2 separate regions of the Sus scrofa genome follow, and region 1 is linked to region 2. Evidence: chromatin contacts called from public HiChIP or PLAC-seq data. All regions are on one chromosome and are shown on one strand. Each heading gives the region's core, a stretch centred on a gene start, on an enhancer-like site or on the middle of the called end of the contact. The rest is flanking DNA. Distances are from core to core; before and after follow the strand shown. Region 1 overlaps PITPNM2 (membrane-associated phosphatidylinositol transfer protein 2). Region 2 holds the start of PITPNM2 (membrane-associated phosphatidylinositol transfer protein 2).

What was found. HiChIP or PLAC-seq counts read pairs in DNA pulled down with a chosen protein or histone mark.
Region 1: an H3K27ac HiChIP or PLAC-seq map of skeletal muscle shows a contact between it and region 2. The contact joins the enhancer-like site here to the promoter of PITPNM2 in region 2. A contact is called at or near these places in 2 of 5 promoter capture datasets (fetal liver and liver), 5 of 47 Hi-C or Micro-C datasets (alveolar macrophages, embryonic fibroblasts, heart right ventricle and 2 more) and 1 of 2 datasets of contacts at active chromatin or transcription factors (skeletal muscle).

What each region holds. Positions count from the first base shown.
Region 1 is chr14:29,850,741-29,854,610 of Sscrofa11.1, reverse strand. All of the region lies in intron 3 of PITPNM2 (membrane-associated phosphatidylinositol transfer protein 2), which reads right to left. Among named protein-coding and RNA genes, the nearest start is that of ARL6IP4, 36 kb to the left of the region's middle. Within about 2 kb of position 1,505, at least 26 of the 83 cell types and tissues checked have an H3K27ac peak or open chromatin away from gene starts, as enhancers often do. A contact at or near this core is called in embryonic fibroblasts, fetal liver, retroperitoneal adipose tissue and 1 more, where this site is marked.
Region 2 is chr14:29,728,557-29,732,316 of Sscrofa11.1, reverse strand. PITPNM2 (membrane-associated phosphatidylinositol transfer protein 2) reads right to left here and starts at 2,217. Exons shown (of 27, transcript XM_005670599.3): 1 at 2,157-2,217.

The DNA.
Region 1 (3,870 bases), core at 256-2,755, 120 kb before region 2:
AAGGCTGGCAGCTGCAGCTCCAATTCGACCCCTAGCCTGGGAACTTCCATATGCTGAAGGTGCAGCCCTAAAAAGAAAAAAGAAAAAAAAAAAAGGCAAAGGAAATTATACCTCAATAAAATTTAATTTAAAAAAATGGACAGGAGTTCCCATCATGGTGCAGTGGTTAACGAATCCGACTAGGAACCATGAGGTTGCGGGTTCGATCCCCGGCCTTGCTCAGTGGGTTAAGGATCCAGCGTTGCCATGAGCTGTGGTGTAGGTCGCAGATGCGGCTCGGATCCCGCGTTGTTGTGGCCCTGGCATAGGCTGGTGGCTACAGCTCTGATTAGACCCCTAGCCTGGGAACCTCCATATGCTGCGAGAGCAGGCCAAGAAATGGCAAAAAGACAAAAAAAAAAAAAAAAAAAAAAAAAAAAGGACAAAGGACTTGAACAGACAAAAGGACCAATAATCACGTAAAAAGATGCTCAATACAACTAGACCTTGGGGAAATGCAAATCAAAACTACAATGACATACCACTTCACACCCACTGGGATGGCTAAAAAGCCGGACAATAAGTGGTGGTGAGGATGTGGAGAAATGGTCATGCTTATACTTTACTGGTGGGAATGTAAAATGGTGCAAAAATGGTGCAGCTGCTAGGGAAAACGGTTTGACTGTTCTTCAAAAAGTTGAACATAGAGTTAGTTACCATATGACCCAATAATTCCACTCCTGGGCATATACATCCAAGAAAGTGAACACATATGTCAACAAAGAAACTTGTAACCAGTATTTGTAACCAAGATTCATAGCCACATTAGTCACAACAGCTGAAAGGTGGAAGCAACCCAAATGTCCATGAATTGATAAATGGATAAACAAATTATATCCATGCAATGAAATCTGATTTGTCTGTAAGAAAAGAAGGAAGGAAGTACTGACACATGCTACAACATGGATGAAACTTGAAAACATGCTGAGTGAAAGAAACCAGACAGAAAAGGCCATACACTGTACGATCCCATTTATATGAAATGTCCAGAACAGGCAAATCCATAATCAGAAAGTAGTTGATTCGTTGCCTGGGGGCTGGGGGGAAAATACAGAGTGGCTTCTCTATGGGGTGATGAAAACACTGTAAAATTGTGATGGTTTCACAACTCTGCGAATATGCTAAAAGCCACTAAACGGTACACTTTAAATGTGTGAACTGTGTGGTGTGGGACTTACATCTCAATAACTCTGGTATAAAATAAAACAAACAAAAACCAATGCCACCTCTTGTACTCACTAAGCTTTCAGAGAGCTCAAACATGAGGAGTGGGCAGGGCCTTCCGAGGCACCGCCTGAGAGACAGGATGCCTGGGTCACCTCTGAGGGTCCCTTGCCACAAATGCCCTTCCCAGGGTCCAAAAGTTCAGGTTTCTGCTTCTGCACAAAACCTCACAGTCAAGGTGCTGGTGACTTTTAAGCCCAGCATCTGTTTCCATGGTGACATGACGGCATTGCCAAGGCCATCCTCGGTCAGCTTCCTGAACAGCACGTGTGCGCACACTCTCACACACACACAGACTCCCAACAGCACTGCCTCACCTTCGGGGCGCGACCCTAGGGCACAGAGACATGCTCTATCTCCATGGCCAAAGCCACTGAGTCCCCTTCAGGAAAAAAAAAAAAAAAAAAAAAAAAAAAGACCCTGGTTGAGGTCATAGATGAGGTCAGAGCAGGGACATGCCATTCCTCGCTCTTTAAAGGAGTCCTGGAACGTGGCCCAGATTCCGTAAGGAAAACAGCGACTGTTTCCTGGACGCTTTCCAAGCTCCTGCTTCTTACAGTAGCTTCGTTTATTAGTGGCTGTGCTAAGTGCTTGGAATGGTGTTTCTCTTTTAGTGACCACAACAACCCCTTGAGAAAGGTTTGGGGCTCCTATTACTGCCAACGTACAGAAAGGAAGGTGGAGGCTCAGAGAGGTCACGTGACCTGTCCGAGGTTACAGTTGTCAAATGGCAGAGCGGGGACCAGCTCAACTTGTTAGAATCCAGGGCCTGCTCATCTGAGGTATTGAGCACCTCAAGAGAAACACCTTGGCACAAAGTAGGTGCTGACAAACAGTTATTAGGCAAGTAAACAGACCCTAGTGCCAGCTCCATGACCTTCTCTCACCCGGGACAAATTGCTTCTTCTGTCTGGTGTCAGTTTGCAAAGCTCTAGTGTCAGTTTGCAAAGTGGGGATGGAGCTACCTATCTGCCCAAGCCCTAATGGACTGGGTTTAAGGGCCCCCCACAATCGATGTCCCCACCTGGAATCTCAAATTGTGACCTTACTTGGCTAGAGGATCTGTGCAGAGGTAATGAGTTAAGAGGAGATAATTTAAAATTTTTTTTCTTTTATTTGTTGGTTGCCTCAAGGCATATGGAGTTCCTGGGCCAGGAATCAGATCCGAGCCATGGCTGCGACCTATGCTACAGCTGGGGCAACGCAGGATCCTTTAAGTGCCTGTGCCAGGCTGGGGACTGAACCTGTGTCCTGGTGCTGCAGAGACACTGCTGATCCTGTTGCACCACAGTGGGAACCCCAAGAGGAGGTCATCCTTTTTTTTTTTGCTTTTTAGGGCTGCACCCAGAGCACATGGAAGTTCCCAGGCTAGGGGTTGAACCAGCGCTACAGCTTCTGGCCTATACTACAGCCACAGCAATGTGGGATCTGAGCCTCATCTGCAACCTACACTGCAGCTCACGACAACGCTGGATCCTTAACCCACTGAGCAAGGCCAGGGATTGAACCCGCATCCTCATGGACACTGGTCGGATTTGTTTCTGATGCGTCACAACAAGAACTCCGAGAGGGGGTCATCTTAACTTAAAAGCGTTACATGATTAATGGTGGGATATCGATCCAATGACTGTTGTTCTTATACAAGGAGAAAATGGATCACACACACACCGAGGGCAGGTGACCAGGTGATGACAGAGGCAGAGACTGGAGTGAAACAGCTTTAAATCAAGGGATGTCAAGGATTGCTGATCACCACCAGAAGGTGGGACAGGAAAGAAGGATCCCCCCCCCAGCCCCACCCCACCCCAAGGCTTTCAGAGGGAGCACTGCCCGCTAACACCTTGATCTTGGACTTCTGCCCTCTAGAACTTTGACAGAATACATTTCTGCAGCTTTAAGCCACCCAGTGTGAGTTGCTTTCTTATGGCAGCCTCAAGAAACGAAGCATCAGGAGAGCTGAGTGGCTGGGTGAGAAGAAGATGTGCATGTTAGAGGACCAGGGCACTTGAAGCCTCTGAGGGCTGAGGTGGGCACCAGGCCTGCCAGAGATCCCAGGACAGGGAAGGCACAGGGAAAGCCAGCCAGGGAACAGGGGCTGGAAGGGTCCCTCCCACCTGGCCTCGCTGGGGCTGCACAAAATCCCCCTGCCATTCAGGTGGCTTTGGCCCGAGTTGCCTTTATTCTTCCCTCCCAGGAAAGCCAGTCTGCCCCCCATCTCCCCTAGCAGCTCCCTCCAGAGGCTCAGGGGAGATCCTCCCTCGCCTTCTCCAGCTTTTGCCAGCCCAGGCGTTCCTCAAGTGGATGCCTCCCTCTGTCTCTGCCTCCACTCTCACATGTCTTTTTCCCTGGGTCTCTCTCTGTCCTCACCTCTCCTTACAGGGACTGCAGTCATTCGATTTAGGACCCACTCTAAATCCAGGATGATCTTAAGATCCTTAATAAATTACATCTGCAAAGACCCTCTTTCCCAATAAGGTCACAGTCTGAGGTTCTGGGTGGATGTGAATTTAGGGGACACTAGTCAACAAGTGTCCTCCATCCCTCCTGTGAGTGAGCTCCAGCCTCCCTGTGGGAAAAACAGGAACAATACCCTGATGATCCCACACC
Region 2 (3,760 bases), core at 968-3,467:
AAGCCTTAACCGGATGGGATGGTTAGGAGAACCTCTGCCTGTTTTGAAAACAGGCCCCTAGACAGGAAGGAAGGCAAAGTGGGGTCCTCATGAGAGAGAAGGTACAGTCAACCTGGAACAAGGGCTCTTGGCTTCTCACCACTTATCCAATTATGAGAACCCCCCACATGCCAGGCACTACGGGGGATACAGAGAAATGAGATTCAACTCCGAACCCCCAGGCACAGGGGGAGGGACAGGGTAACCTTTAACTGCCATATCACGTGGATTAAGGTGACATATAAATTGGATTAAGGTGACACAAAGGTGGCACGAACAATCCTGGGTCTCAATAACAATTGATAAGGCAGAGGATGCTGCTCCAGGTCCTGAAGGACCTCATCCAAACAGAGGAATTTTCTTTCAGATTCCATAAGGACCACCCAAGACCAAGAGAAACCAAGGGACTCAGGGAAGCTCGTACAGACCTTATGGGGATGATCAGGCCTGGAACCTTGACTCCTACAATCCAATTCTACATCCTACTGCCTCCCATGCCTCGTGAGTGCAAAGGCCAAAGAGAGATATCCATTCCACACCCAGAGCCTAGAGAGTCCAGTCTGGGCCTGGCCATCATCACAGCAGAGCATGTACTGTCCTGGTCATTTGGCAAGTCACTCCCTACCAGAAAAACAATGGCTTCCTAACTGGGTTTCTCTCTGCAAAGGAAAAGACTGGGAATCTCCCATCACAAAAGAAGAAAAATTTAACAGAGACCATCAGGGGTCAGATCAATTAGGGCCCCAGAGGCAAGCTAGGGACGGGGCTTCTACTCTATCTGGACACCGATGCTGACAGTGCACAGGGTGCTGACCCAAGGCCACCAGGGACAAATCAAACTGCACCTGTCCTCCATCCTCCAGGAGCTCACAATCCAGCGGGACAGATAAGCCAGGCACAAAAGTAACTAAAATAAGGCAGGAGGTGATAAGAGTCACACAAGAGACACAGATAAGGTGCAGTGGGAGTTCAGAGCAGAGATGAGTCACACTGGGGGCTTGGCCGTGGGGGAGATTCAGGTGAAGGGGAGCATTTACTACATTCCCCTCAGAAAGGAGGTGAGGGGGTGTCTAGCCTCTCAGCCCCAGTGGCTCCCAGGTGGGGGCTGCTTGAGAGCCAGCAGCAGACTAAGAAAGATGCTCCAAAGGAGGTCCTCTCTGAAGAATCCGGCTTCTGGAGAGGAGAAGGGGGGCCCTGAGACCCCAGTCCATATTTCAGAAGTTGGGAGAGGAGTGTAGGATGAGGAATCAGGAATGTACGCAGAGGCAGCAAATGCGTTGAAAAGGGACAGAGCTAGAAGATTTGCCTTGAAATGACATTTGCCTAGCAAACACACTCTATTTACTTAGAACTTCCATCTGAGGTTTCCCGGGGGAGTGAGTGCACATTATGGGGGAGGGGAGCTCTAGGGTCTCCTCCCCAAGTCACCCATCAGCCCTGCCCCTGAAAAGAAAGGATGGGGTGGAGGGAGTAAGGAGGAAGCTGGCTGCCCTAAAACAGAGCTGGCACCTCAGGTTACAACAGGAAAGGGAGACTCACAGGATGGAGATAGGCCAGATTTTCTTCCAGCGAGGGGGACAGCGGCAGCACTTCTTCTAAGTCCTGGCCCCTTCTCTGAGGGCCACAGCCCATGCTCCGGCCCCGGACACCCACCTGGCTGGAGGGCTGTCTGGCCGGAGGCGGGAAGCCCAGAAGGCTGGACAGAGGGCTTCGGCCACCACTTCCTCTCAGAGCGCGGGCCGGCCCGGGCAGGCCCAGCACCACACACACACACACCTGCCCCTTGACCGCCGTGACACTTGGCACTGGGGGAGGGGAGTCCTCCGCGCCCCGGCCGGAACCGACAGAAATTCGGTATTAGCGCTAGGGCCCCGAATCCGGAGAGCCAGCGCCTCCCCCGGGGGCCGGGCTGGGGGCGATTTCCTGGGTCCGGGGTCCCCGCGCGCCACACCCTCCTCCCCGCGCGGGGCGGCCGGGGCCGGGTCTCCCGCTTTTCCCTCCCACCCGGCAGGCTGCCGGCGTGCCTGCTCCGCGCCCCCACATCCCCGGGGTTCGCCGGGGGCCTGGGGAGGGGGGCCGGCCGCTCCGCCTTCCGGCCCGGCCGCCGCCACACTCACCCGCTCCGCGCGGCGCGGCTCCGTCCTCTTCGGCCGCGCTGGGCCGCCGCCGCCTCACGCCGCTGGGGAGGCGCCGGCCCCGCGGCCCCGGCCCGGCCGGCTGCGCCCTGCCGCTCCGCGCGCCGCCGCCGCCAGCTGGCCCCAGGCGAGCGGCCGGGCCCCCGCGGGCATGCTCCCCGGCCGTCGGCGGGCGGGAGGCGAGCGGGCGCACGTGCCGGCCGCCACGGGTGTCAGCGCTCGGTGCGCGGGCCGTGGGCGAGGGGGAGGCGGCGGCGGCCGGCGGGGCGCGGGGCCAGGCGCGCCCGCGGACCGGCCTGACAGCTCTACGCCGCGGCGCCGCCGTGCCCCGCGCGCCCCAGCGGCCGCTGCTGCCCGTGCGCGCCGGGCCCGCCTTGCATTCCCTCACTCGGCAGCGGGCCTGCGCCTCCGTCAGGCCACGCGGGGAGCCGCCCGCCCGTCCCGAGGGCCGGCCTCCGCCAGGAGCCACCCGGCAAACTTGGCGACCTCTGCCCCGGCCACCCCCGAAGGCCCGGGGCTCGCTTCCACGCAGGGAGACCCCGGGAGCGGGACCCAGCCCACGACCTCTAGGCCCTCTTAATGCCGTCAGCCTCGCCTGATTTGCTAACACTCAGGAGTCGACAGGGGAAGGGAAGGGGCAATCTGCAGGAATTGGGGGGTCCGGGGGGGAAATCAAGTCCTTTGGTAGTAAAATGACAAATTAAGGGGAACGAATGCTGGAAACCTTCGGAAGGCATTTGGAATGTGTGGACAAACAAGTCAATCGAAGTCCAAACCTTGATGCCTGGTACTTATATTCATTACCGACCAGATTTGCAGAAACAGTTCTCTCTTCAAGACACCAAATATGGTCTGGGCCAAAAACTGAAAAGCTCTTTGGTCATCGAAAGTAGTGGGAAACAGTGGGAGTAATAGTAGCCAGAGGGTAAGTTCTAGTTCTCGACCTCAAGAAGGAACTGGCAGAGGATCAGAAAATGCTTCATGTTGATGTTCCCTCCCGATTGGACTCTCCAGTTGGAAAATAAAAAGACCAGGAGGGTACTGAGTGAAATTTAAAAGAGAGCATAGAGTGTCTGTTTAGAGTGAGCAAGGATGGCTTTGTCTGCCAAGATCTGAAGTAATGGAATTAACCAGGGCACACCTAAAACCTAGTGGTAGTTTACCTATTGCCAAGTATCACCTTACAAGGTTGAGGAGCCAGGAGTGCTTTTCCCTGGAAGGGTAAGTGCAAGCTAAAGTTAAAGCAATCCAAGACAGTTCAGATACTGGGAGAGAGAACAACTGACCAAAGGTTGTCCCATCTCCTTGGAGACTGAATGGGCCAAGAAAGCCATCATAACACAGCTCACCTCAAAACACGGTCTTGTGATGTTCATACCGAGACAAAGGGTTCCCACAAATACGAAACCGTCAACTCCTTCCCTCCACTAAGAGGTTCCCAAAGACCCATTAAAGGTATTCTGAGTACACAGATCTCCAGAGTGAGACTCTACCTATAAGGCCAGTCAGAACCAAGCACCTGGATGACTGCCACTGTAACCCTGCAATGATCATACCCGACCAGTTACTTAAGTACTTTAAGGACT